Regions from separate parts of the Sus scrofa genome. Here region 2 is linked to region 1. A link is a contact called in public HiChIP or PLAC-seq data. All regions are on one chromosome and are shown on one strand. The core of a region is the stretch at or near the end of the contact, and the rest is flanking DNA. Distances in the headings are between cores, read along the strand shown.

Region 1 (5,710 bases), core at 638-3,137:
CTTCCGCATGCCACGGGCATAGCCAATAAAACAAAAAAAACAAATATACTAGAAATTTTACACCGAAGTGAACATTACCTTTTATAGCAGCCCTTTGGAAAGCCAGGCACATATTTTAAAAATGAAACGACTTCCTCAAAACGGTTTTAGAATGTCCTTTTTTTTTTTAAGCTACTGTCAAGTTATAATTTTTTCTCTTTATAATTAGACTTTTTGTGTGTGTCCCATCTAAGAAATCTTGACCTACCCCCAGGCTTGTGAAGGTATTTCCCAATATTTTCTTTAAAAGCTATATTATTTAAATTGTCACATTTCAATCCTACTATCTACCACACGTTGATTTTTGTGTATGCTCTGGGGTAGGGGAGAAATTGCCCTTAGTGTAATTTACCAGACAGACGGCCGGAGTCCAGCTCCAGAGGCCAGGGAGTGCACACCCCGTTAGGGAGGGACGGCGTCAGCAATTGCACACGGAGACAGTCTCTTTGTCCCTTCTTTCAGGGCGCTGGACTGCTCAAATTTTATTGGCATAGATGATTGTTTTATAAGACAGTTTTCAGTTACACCACCATGTTAAAAGTACACCCGAAGGTCAAGTTCTAAAAATTAACTCCCAGATTATGTTTCCTAAAAGGCTACAGACATAAGGATCTGGCATTTCCAAGTCTTGTTTTTAGATTAGTGCTGAGCTTCAGAGCGTCATGGTGGGAGGACAGTATGAGAAAACCAACTTCAGTTAGCTGTCGCTTAAAAGTTTCTAAAATCAAGGATGACTCTCATAGCTAGGTTTCTTTGACCATGAATAATATAAGTCTAGCTTTATCTAAATCTGTAGTACATTCCAACTTCTAAAGCTTACCAGTTAGTAAATGAACACTATGTTTTTAATTAAATTGGATTTGAATAGGGGAAAGTCCATCAGGATGAAATTTTTATATTATTGTTGTAATTTTGTTAAATCACAAATCACCACAGGAGAATAAGAATGGAAAATAAAAATAATAAGCAGATAACAGGAAAGACTGAGGAAAAACTGAATAACAAGTAAAACAACAGGAAAGACTAGGTCACCTGGGAAACAGTCCATGTTCTCCGGTGCAAACATGGAAATTGTTTTCCCGGGAAAGCCCCAATTCTTCCCCATCAACATCAACAAGAGAGCCGTGTAATCTGAGGCCTGCCCTCGGTTTTTCACCATACAGGCAGGCTTCAGCCTGCCCTCGGTTTTGTACCCTACAGGCAGGCTTTTATCCTGACCAGAAACCCACCTCCGGCTTGTACCGTTCAGGTGAGCTCCCTTCCTTGGTTAGGAACCTGCCTTCGGGTTTTTTTTTGCCATCAGGCAAGGTCCCTTCCTCGAGTCCCTGCATTTTCTCGGCTCCCCGCAGCAGACAACCAAGGTCAGTTGCGGAATTAACTCTGTAGCTCCTCTTTCCTTTATCCCACACTCCGAGAGCAGCTACACGCAGGACCCCTTGCTGTCTGCATCTTCTTGTGACTCCTCTGCTCTTCATGGCAGTTAACCCCCTCCCCACCCAGCAGCCAGAGCACAGAGCATGGAAAGGCTGTGATGCTGCCACCGGCTGGCAGGTCTGTCTGCCACGTGCTGGGGTGGCCCAGGTTTCTGCACATTGGCCCTCAGCATCCAGGGACTCCTGGCTTCCCACCACACCAGCATGACCAGCCTCAAGTAGCCACAGTCTATCCCTCTGGATTCTAAATTCAAACCCTCCAAGAGATGGAAGCTCCCTGCCCCACCCCCTGGTTAAGAGGCCAGACGTGGCTTTCAGAATCAGGTGCGCTGGATTTAAATCCCTATTCCACCAGCCTTCTCTAGGAACCAGGAGAGTTACCTCGCTTCTCTGAACCATCGTCAGTTCAGCTGTAACTGAGCTCCGCCTCAGACCATGGCGAGGACTCGATGACAGTGTATGTGTGAAATCACAGTGCCTGGTGCCTAAAGATACTTGGCGTGTATCCCACAGCTTCTCCTGCCTGTCACTGCCCTTGAGAAGCGTAGAATAAAAGTCCGTGAGCCACCAGCCCCTCTGCAGCCACCTTCTCACTCATCTCAGGCCCCAAAGACTCAGTAGCTTTTTCCTTGAGAAAAATCTTTTAACACATTTCTTAACTCTGGTATAAAATATAAGAATGCAAAAATGTTTAACTATCAAATGATAACACCCTTTGTGCAACGCTGAGCAGTTCAGGGTCATGCACAGAGACGCTTCCTGTAAATGAATTTGTAGGATTTACCTTAACTGAAAATGTGCCCAGTTGGTTCTTAGTCACGGGCTTACGGTACTGTCATGCTAGGAAGTAGGAACTCTCCTACGCTGCTTGTTTGAAAGCCTGTTTGGCAATATCTGTCCAATTTTTAATGTCCATACCATTAACAAAGCTAGTGCACTTAGAACAATTTGTCCTACAGATGTTGGATGAATGTGCAAAGACCCATGTAAAAGTCACCAAAGCATGGTTTATAATAGCAACGGGTTAGGGGGAAGGACAGGGAACTCTCTGTTAGGAGGGGAACTTGTTAACCTGGTTACAGTTCCTCCAGAGAGAGGAATGTTTTGCAGCCTGGAAAAGCCTGAGATAGAGCCAAAGTATATCGCTGAATTAAAACTCAAAGAGCAGGGAGTTCCCTGGTGGCCCAGTGGTGAGGACTTGATGCTTTCGTCCCTATGGCCTAGGTTCAGTTCCTTACCTAGGAACGGAGGTCCCACATCAAGCCGCTGTTTACCACTGCCAAAAACAAACACACACCTAAGAGGGCAGAACAGTGTGTGTGGGATGCATGCTTCTCTCTCTCTCTCTCTCTCTGTGTGTGTGTGTGTGTGTGTGTGTGTTGGGAAGGGGGTCCTTATATCCATGTAAGAATTTTCAACAGATTCTCTCCTGGGGAGGGATTCAGTAGTGGGTGAAGAGGGAGCATAACTTTAGACTCTATACCCACTTGTATGCTTTGGGTTTTCTAGTCCATTTAGGAGCACAGTATATATACATGTTAAATATACACCATGTAGGTCTGATAAAATTGAAGTCCAAGGGCTTCCTTTCCATTGACAAAGCCTGTTGGGTGCATTATCCAGTACAGACAGGTCCCTGCGGTTTGTCCTTTGGGCAACTATGCAAGGAGGCGGGAGAGGGTTTGGAGGCCTACACGTCGAGGTCCCTTCTCATCTTGTACAAAAGACACATCGTGATCCTGACCAAATAAATGTTTACTTTCTAGATGCTTTGTTTACGTATTGGAACAAGGCCTCAACATCTGAGCTGATGGATTTTTTTACAATATCAGAGTGAGTAGTTTTGTCTTTGCTCGTTGACCCTTGATTTTCCTGGCTAATTCAGAGGCGTGAAGAATGCTATGCAGCTGAACCAGAAATGCAGTGTTTCACCCCTGTGCTTACTCCTATAGCTCTTTCTCTTGGCCCTGACCCCAGCACCCACTCTCAGGGGCTCATGGCCAGCCTTACATTACTAGAAATGGGACTGTTATAGAGGAGAGATTACAACTTAGGTGTATAAGCGATTTTAATAAAATAACACAAAATTTAGTAGCTGAATTGTGTGGATGCTGCATATCTAAGTTGAATCTAACTTAACTCAAGCAGATGCAGAAACTGAGACAGAAAAATTTCTTAATGTAAAAATATAGGGAGTTCCCCATGTGGCTCAGCAGGTCAAGGCCCTGAAGTTTTCTCTGTGAGGATGCCTTTCGATCCCTGGCCTTGCTCAGTGGGTTAAGGATCCGGTGTTGCTATGAGCTGCAGCATAGCTCGCAGATGCAGCTTGGATCCGGTATTGCTGTGGCTGTGGTGTAGCCTGGCAGCTGCAGCTCCAATTTGACCCCTAGCCCGGGAACTTACATATGCCACAGGCGCAGCCATAAAAGCAAAAAACACATTTTTAAAAATAAAAATATATAATAAGTAAAAAAAGAAATCTTAAATATGGTCTATATTATTTTATCTCTTTGGTTTCTGTTTTCATTTAAGCTTTTTACTTTTAAAAAACATGGAATCTATAACCCCTTGTCCAAAAGTGATGGGGCGGGTGATTTTCCAAATCCAGAAATTTTTTTTTTGGTCTTTTTGCCATTTCTAGGGCCGCTCCCTCGGCATATGGAGGTTCCCAGGCTAGGGGTCGAATCGGAGTTGTAGCCACCAGCCTACGCCAGAGCCACAGCAACGCGGGATCCGAGCCGCGTCTGCAACCTACACCACAGCTCACGGCAACGCCGGATCGTTAACCCACTGAGCGAGGGCAGGGACCAAACCTGCCACCTCATGGTTCCTAGTCGGATTCGTCAACCACTGCGCCACGACGGGAACTCCCAGAAATTTTTTTTTTTGGATTTTTAAGATGTTTACCTAGAGAGTATATTCTGTAACACCCCAACATGGTCTCAAGCAGCACCCCACATTCAAACACGTTACTGTTTCTTCAGTAAGAAATGATCTCTGCGGTCCTATGATTGTTCACAGTAATTGGTTAAATCATGACTCAGTAGTTTTATGTCTGTTAGTTGAGGGCACAGTTTTCTACCAAATGTATTTGTACAAATTTGGGTGGAAAGCTATGGCTTTCAGAGCTTTGTGTGTGTTGGAGTCGTGGTCCAGGTTCACTGTCTCCTGGCTTCTTCCTCTGATGTGTGAACAGTGGGAGTTGTCATGTGTGAGATGAGATTTAGCCCCAGAAGAACTTACTAGACATTATTTTAACTTATTAATATGTGATTTTTTAAAAATCAGTGTCATGGATATAGTAAAATAAAGTTTAGAAACTACCTATTTGATGTCTGTAAGGGACCAGTCCATTTACTTAAATCAAAAGAGAAAGCTCTGAGTTCCTGTTGTGGCTCAGTAGTAATGAACCCGACCAGTATCCATGGCACAGGTTCGATCCCTGGCCTTGCTCAGTGGGTTAAGGATCTGGCATTGCCGTGAGCTGTGGTGCAAGCTGGCAGCAACAGCTCCAATTTGACCCCTAGCCTGGGAACTTCCATATGCCCCAGGTGGTGCCCTAAAAAAATAAAAGAGAAAGAGGGAAAGCTCCTTGTGGAGAAGGAAGAAGCAGCTGAGAACAGGGCACGTGGTTTCCCTGTGACTTCGAGGGCAAACGTAGAGTGAACGTCCAAGCCCTAAGCTGACGGCCCACCCTGTCCACCTTGGGCCTCTCTTCTGTGTCGCTCAGACCATCCCCCGTGCTACTAATGGCAGCACAGTCTGGGGCCTCCCCTGCGTTTGATCTGTTTCTCTGGGTTTAGAGGGACCTTCTAGAGGACTTCTGAAAAGCAGGCGTGAGGGGCTAGCCGTAGATGTAAGAGCTTACTGAATGTGTTACTGTTACTGAACTGATGGGCTTCAGGAGAGCCAGGCGTCAGAAGGTGTTTTAATCTCCACGCCCCCCTGACAGTCTTCCCTCCCGTCCGCAGAGTCTGCCTGCACCAGTTCCAGTACATGGGGAAGCGCTACATCGCCAGGTACCGTGGGGGTTTGAGTTTGAGGTCTCGTGCCCTTCTCTGTCTTGCTTGATCTGAAAGTGTGGGAATTGTTGTCTGTGGTGATTGGCGGTTGGAATCCTCATAAACAGCCATGAAGACAGCTGGCAGGTCTTTGGACTGCTGCCAGGAAGCCTGGTGGCATCTTGCCTGCGTTCCTACGTTCCTGCTGTCTCGTTCCATCTCAGGCGCATCTCTTGG
Region 2 (5,635 bases), core at 79-2,578, 210 kb before region 1:
CTCTAGCAACAAAAGAAAAAATTGTGGCTCAGTGGGTTAAGGACCTGACATTGTCTCTGGGAGGATGCGGGTTTGATTTGGCGTTGCCACAAGCTGTGGTGTAGGTTGGATTCGGTGTTGCTGAGGCTATGGTGTAGGCCTCAGCTGCAGCTCCGCTTCTACCCTAGGAACTTCCGTATTCCACAGGTGCAGCTGTAAAAAGGAAAAAAAAGACAAAAGAAATTGGGTATTATCAAAATGAAAACTTGTGTTTCATGTTTATGAAGAAAGTGAAAAGATAACCCACTGAATGTGAGCAAAGGGACTTGCATTTAAAATGTATGAAGACCTCTTACAATTCAATAGTAAAAGACCGCTCCAGTTTAAGATGAGCAAAGACTCTAAACAAATATTTCCTTCAAGAAAATACCCAAGTGAATCTCTTCCACATTAATCATCAGGGGAATGTACTTCACACTCACGATGAGGTACCACCTCGCCGCCAGTAGGATGACTAGGATGTAAAGACAGGAGACCGCCCCTGTCTGTTATTGTCACGTTGGTGAGGGTGTGGACAGAATGAAGCCCTCGTACGTTGCTGGTGGGACTGTGAAATGCTGTGGACATTTTGGAAAACAGTTGGACAGTTTTTCCAAAAGCTAAATATGGAGTTACTCTATGACTGCTGTTTCACTTCTAGGTATGCCTACGAATTGAGAACAGATGTCCACACAGAAACTTGAATGTGGATGTGGAGTTCCCGTGGCGGAAACGAATCTGACTAGGAACCATGAGGTTGTGGGTTCGATTGCTGGCCTCACTCAGCAGGTTAAGGATCCGGTGTTGCTGTGAGCTGTGGTGTAGGTCGCAGATGCGGCTCAGATGTGGTGATGCTGTAGCTCCAATTTGACCCCTAGCCTGGGAACCTCCATATGCTGCGGGTGTGGCCCTGAAAAAGCAAAAAGGAAGAAAGAGAAGAAAAGGAACTTGTACGTGGATGTATTAGTTAACACGCTGCAGAGAAACAGAACCAGTGAGATATATATGTATAGGAAGAGGATCTCTACAAGGAATTGACTCCCAAATTATAGAGGCCGAGAAGCCCTACAGTCTCTGGCTTGCAAGCCGGAGACCAGGAAAGCCAGTGGTACAGTTCATTCTGAGTCTGAAGGCCTGAGACCAGAAGTACCAAGGGCAGAGGAAGATTGATGTCCCAGCTTAAGCAATCAGGCAGGAAGGACCAGCTTCTTCCTCTGCCTCTTGGACCTTTTCATTTGATTGGATGAGGCTCAGCCTCACTGGAAAGGGCAAACAGCTTTACTGAGGTCACTGACTCAGATGCTAATTTTATCCGGAAACACCTTCACAGACACACCCAGAAATACTATTTAGTCAAGTATCTGAGCACCGCATGATCCAGTCAAGTTGACACATAAAATTAACCATCACAACACATGATCATGGTAACAACAGCCAAAAAGTAGAAAACCCAGATGCTCTAAGTGATGAATGTGTTAACAAAATATGGTGTATTCATGCAATGGAATATTACTGAGCCACATAAAAAGGAGTGAAATACTGATACAAACCACAACTTGGATAAACTTTGAAACATGCTAAGTGAAAGACGCCAGAGCTAAAAGGTCACATACTTAGAATGTCCAGAGTAGGCAGATCCACAGAGACAGAAAGAAGATTAGTAGTTTTCACGGGACTGGGATAAGGGGCATGGAGGGACTGTTGATGGGTGTGGGGTTTCTTTTGAAGTAATAACAATTAGACCATCGTGATGACTGCAAGCCTGTGGCTCTGTTAAAATCACTAAATTATGTACTTTGAATGAATTTTGTGGTTTGTGGATTGTATGTCAATAAAACATTGTTTAAAAAAGTGTAAACTTTATCCTGAGGTTGCTTGGGATCCCCTGAAGGATTTCGAGCCGGGTGGTGCCATGGTTGGGTTTGTTTTTGAAGCTCATTCTGGCTGCAGTGAGGAGAGGGGCTTGGAGGGGCCGTGACCAGAGGCAGGGATGTGACTAAGGGGCTGTTGGAGTCATACGTGGGAGAGGCTTTGCCAAACGAGGGAAATGGCACTGGAATGACAGGAAGTAGACAGTAAACTCAAAAGGGTTTGGAGATTGATCAGACGATTCAGGGACAGAGGAAGAGAGGATTCGGGGTCTGTGCCTGTGCCCAGCTTGAGCCATGGTTGCAAACAGGGAAGAAACAGGGGGCAAACAGGGAAGAAAGGTGACCTCGGTGGCCCACAGCTGGCCCCACTGAGATGTCCTGAGCCAGGCACATAGAGGTGTTGAGTAGGTGGTTGACGCAAAGTTCAGGAATCCAAAACCTCAAGGGGCTTGTTAAAAATGCATATTCTTGGAATTCCCTGGTGGCTTAGTGGGCAATGTCACTGCTGTGGTGTGGGTTCTACCCCTGGTCTTGGGAGAGGCCAAAAATGCAAATTCCCGGGCTTCGCTTCATATGCATGAAGTCAGACTCTCGCCCTCATTCAAGGCCTCCTGTGGACGTGCCTTGGCACCACAGGAGTGGGTGTGATTCCCTGTGGAGAGCAGGGGAGGGGACGAGAAGCTGTTCCATCACCCTTTACAGTTCAGTAATGGAAGAGCAGACCTCCCAGAGATCTGGACCCTGAGAGAGACGAGGCATCCAGGAGAGTGAGGTGTGGAGAGGCCAAGGGAGGAGTGTTTCAAAGTAAGAAAGTGTTGCAAGCTTCTGAGAGGTCTGGTAAGGTGACAGATGCAAAGTGTGCATTGGATTTACCGAGAGAGTGGTGACTTGGTAAGGGCGACGCATGGTGCAGACATGTGCCCAGAGCGGGGCTGGCGTGGGGCTCCACGTGTGGCCCAGGGTTCCTGCCAGGGGTAGCGTCTGTGCTGATGGGCAGTGCCACCCAGCATGCTTTCCTTGACTCTGCGCCATTCCCCAGCGTGGCCTTGTCGGAGCACAGTAAGCACTCCATGGCCTCTGCTGGCTGTGTTTGACCCAGGATGCTTTCGGGGAAGGAACCCTTGGTGAGCTGCCCTGGCCTACAGGGCACACAGAGCTGGGCAGGGGAGGGAAGATGCAGCCTTGGGGCAGAGGGTCCTGGGGTCGCTGACACAGGCAGATGTCCTGTCTGGCTTTTCGCTTGGCCCAGTAGAGCCGTCGCTCTCTTCCATGGCTCCTGACACAGTGTGTGTCAAGATGTCAGGTACTGCTCTGCTGTAGGGCTGGATCACAGGCCGGGGTTCCTGAGGTTGGGGCCTTTCGTATTTTTCTTGGTATGTGGTTCTTGTACAGTTTTGAGAGAGATACTGTACAAATACTTGGAATCACCCTCCCTGCCCCTGATTTTGGCACGTTCTTTGGCCTTTTAAAATATTGTCTAATACAAGTTATGCAATTCTTAGGGTTGTAAATCTAAATCTCAGTTTTCAGCATAACAAAATTACACTGTATTATCAGTATAAGAAAAATCAATGTGAATGGTAGTATCTTTAAACTCAGTTAAATGCATGCCAATTAGTTTACTGTCTAAGCAGAGTGCCTGCTGGTCTTTCAGTCTGTTGTAAGCCAACTCTGCTTGTGTGTGTGTGTGTGTGTGTGTGTGTGTGTGTGTGTGTGTATGTCTTTTTTGGGCTGCACCCACGGCATATGGAAGTTCCCAGGCTAGGGGTCAAATCAGAGCTATAGCCGCTGGCCTATGCCACAGCCACAGCAACATGGGATCCAAGCCGTGTCTGCAACCCACACCACAGCTCATGGCAACACCAGATCCTTAACCCACTGAGCGAGGCCAGGGATTGAACCAACGTCCTCATGGATCCTGATTAGGTTCATTACTCCTGAGCCATGATGAGAACGCCCTGCTTATCTGTATTTTTGAAACCATTATTCCTTAAGGAGGGTTTAGTTATTGTTTGAAAGAACTTTGTGGGGGTTTTTTACTTTTGTTTTTTGGCTTTTTAGGGTTGCACATGCGGCATATGGAGGCTCCCAGGCTAGGGATCGAATTGCAGCTGTAGCTGCTGGCCTACACCACAGCCGCAGAAACGTGGGATCTGAGCCTACACCATAGATCATGGCAATGCCCGGGTCCTTAATCCACTGACCAAGGCCAGGGATTGAATCTGCATCCTCATGGATACTAGTCAGATTCATTTCTGCTGAGCCACAACGGGAACTCCTGAAAGAGCTTGAATCTGTTCCACTTTTTTTTTTTAATTTTTAAATTTTTTTGTCTTTTCTAGGGCTACACCTGCAGCATATGGAGGTTCTCAGGCTAGGGGTCCAGTTGGAGCTGTAGCTGCCAGCCTGCCCCAGAGCCACAGCAATGTGTGATCCGAGCTGTGTCTATGACCTATACCACAGCTCACAGCAACGCCAGATCCTTAACTCACTGAGCGAGGCCAGGGATCGAACCTATTACCTTATGGTTCCTAGTTGGATTCACTAACCACTGAGCCGAGATGGGAACTTCTGTTCCGCTTTTGTAATTTGCACTTTAAACCTTTATTTTATAAGCTGCAGTTACTTTTTACTTTATTAAAGGCAGCACATTAGTGTTATGGAAGCATTTAAATGTTCACATAGCTATTATTCTTTTATTTGGAGGAATGTTGTGTAGTAGCAAGATGTGGAAGTCCCCTCAGTGCAAAACTGACCCTGGGTCAGTGGTTTAAAAAAGAAATCAGAGGTGAAATGAAAGCCCAGTCAACCAGCTCAGCCAAGACTTCCCTATACTTGAGTGGCAGGGCAGTTGTTTTAAAATTAGGACTTAAAAATATCATTTCCTCCCCTGTTCTGTGGTTATCTGTTTTGTGCTGGAAGATTTCACACCCAATCAGCTCATATTTTGGAGCACTTCTTTGGGGTTAGTGCTAGAAATTCTATGTAAATGTGGAATATTGATTGCAAGTCATAGAAATCAGTCCAAATAATTTAAGTAAAAAAGGGGAGTGTATGATAAAGAGGTCGGTGTCTCCCGGAGCCCTGAGGGCAGGGCTGCAGCTGGGTATCTAGGATTTTCCATCCTTTGATAATCGCTCCCTTATCCCTCATGCTCACCTTAAGGTTTTGAGTCCTCTGTGCAGTGTTTCCCTTTCTTTGCTCCCAGTCTACAAGGTGGGAACTGGCACTCTGAGAATCCAGCTACTTGGCAAGAGACTGGCCTTTCTCTCAGCCCCACTTTAATACCCACAAGGAGGGGACCTAGATTGGGTCTGACGTCCACCCTTAGAACCTGCCATTGTGGTCGGGACCCTGCTTATTGCAGGAATGTGGCTTCTGGGAACCCCATTGCTGTACCTATGGCTCTGTAGGGACACTGCCTTTTGTCAGAGCAAAGAACTGCTTCTTGGCCCCAGAGGAGGACTGGCCTGGGTGGCCCTCCAGCCTGTTCTGGCATGAGTGACCCCCACTGCCAAGGAGGGGGTTATGGGAAAAGGGGCATCTCAGAAGAAAGGTGTGTTACGGGGAAGAGGGAAGTGCCAGGCAGGTGCCCAACAACAATTCACTCCACGACACTTATTTTAACTTAGAGAACAGAATTGGGGATGAAAGTTTGTTGCCTCAAAATATAAATCCATTCAGAGATGACTTTTGGATTGCTCATTTCTTTGTTCTGGGCAGTCAGGAGCTGGTTTTACTCTTGG

The links. HiChIP or PLAC-seq counts read pairs in DNA pulled down with a chosen protein or histone mark.
Region 2: a contact with region 1 is called in an H3K27ac HiChIP or PLAC-seq map of skeletal muscle. The contact joins two enhancer-like sites.

What each region holds. Positions count from the first base shown.
Region 1 is chr11:67,819,723-67,825,432 of Sscrofa11.1, reverse strand. DOCK9 (dedicator of cytokinesis protein 9) reads left to right here. Exons shown (of 53, transcript XM_021065834.1): 36 at 3,239-3,305; 37 at 5,444-5,491. Among named protein-coding and RNA genes, the nearest start is that of SLC15A1, 130 kb to the right of the region's middle. Within about 2 kb of position 1,887, at least 4 of the 83 cell types and tissues checked have an H3K27ac peak or open chromatin away from gene starts, as enhancers often do. A contact at or near this core is called in skeletal muscle, where this site is marked.
Region 2 is chr11:68,025,919-68,031,553 of Sscrofa11.1, reverse strand. The region is part of intron 1 of DOCK9 (dedicator of cytokinesis protein 9); the gene reads left to right. Among named protein-coding and RNA genes, the nearest start is that of DOCK9, 24 kb to the left of the region's middle. Within about 2 kb of position 1,328, at least 5 of the 83 cell types and tissues checked have an H3K27ac peak or open chromatin away from gene starts, as enhancers often do. A contact at or near this core is called in skeletal muscle, where this site is marked.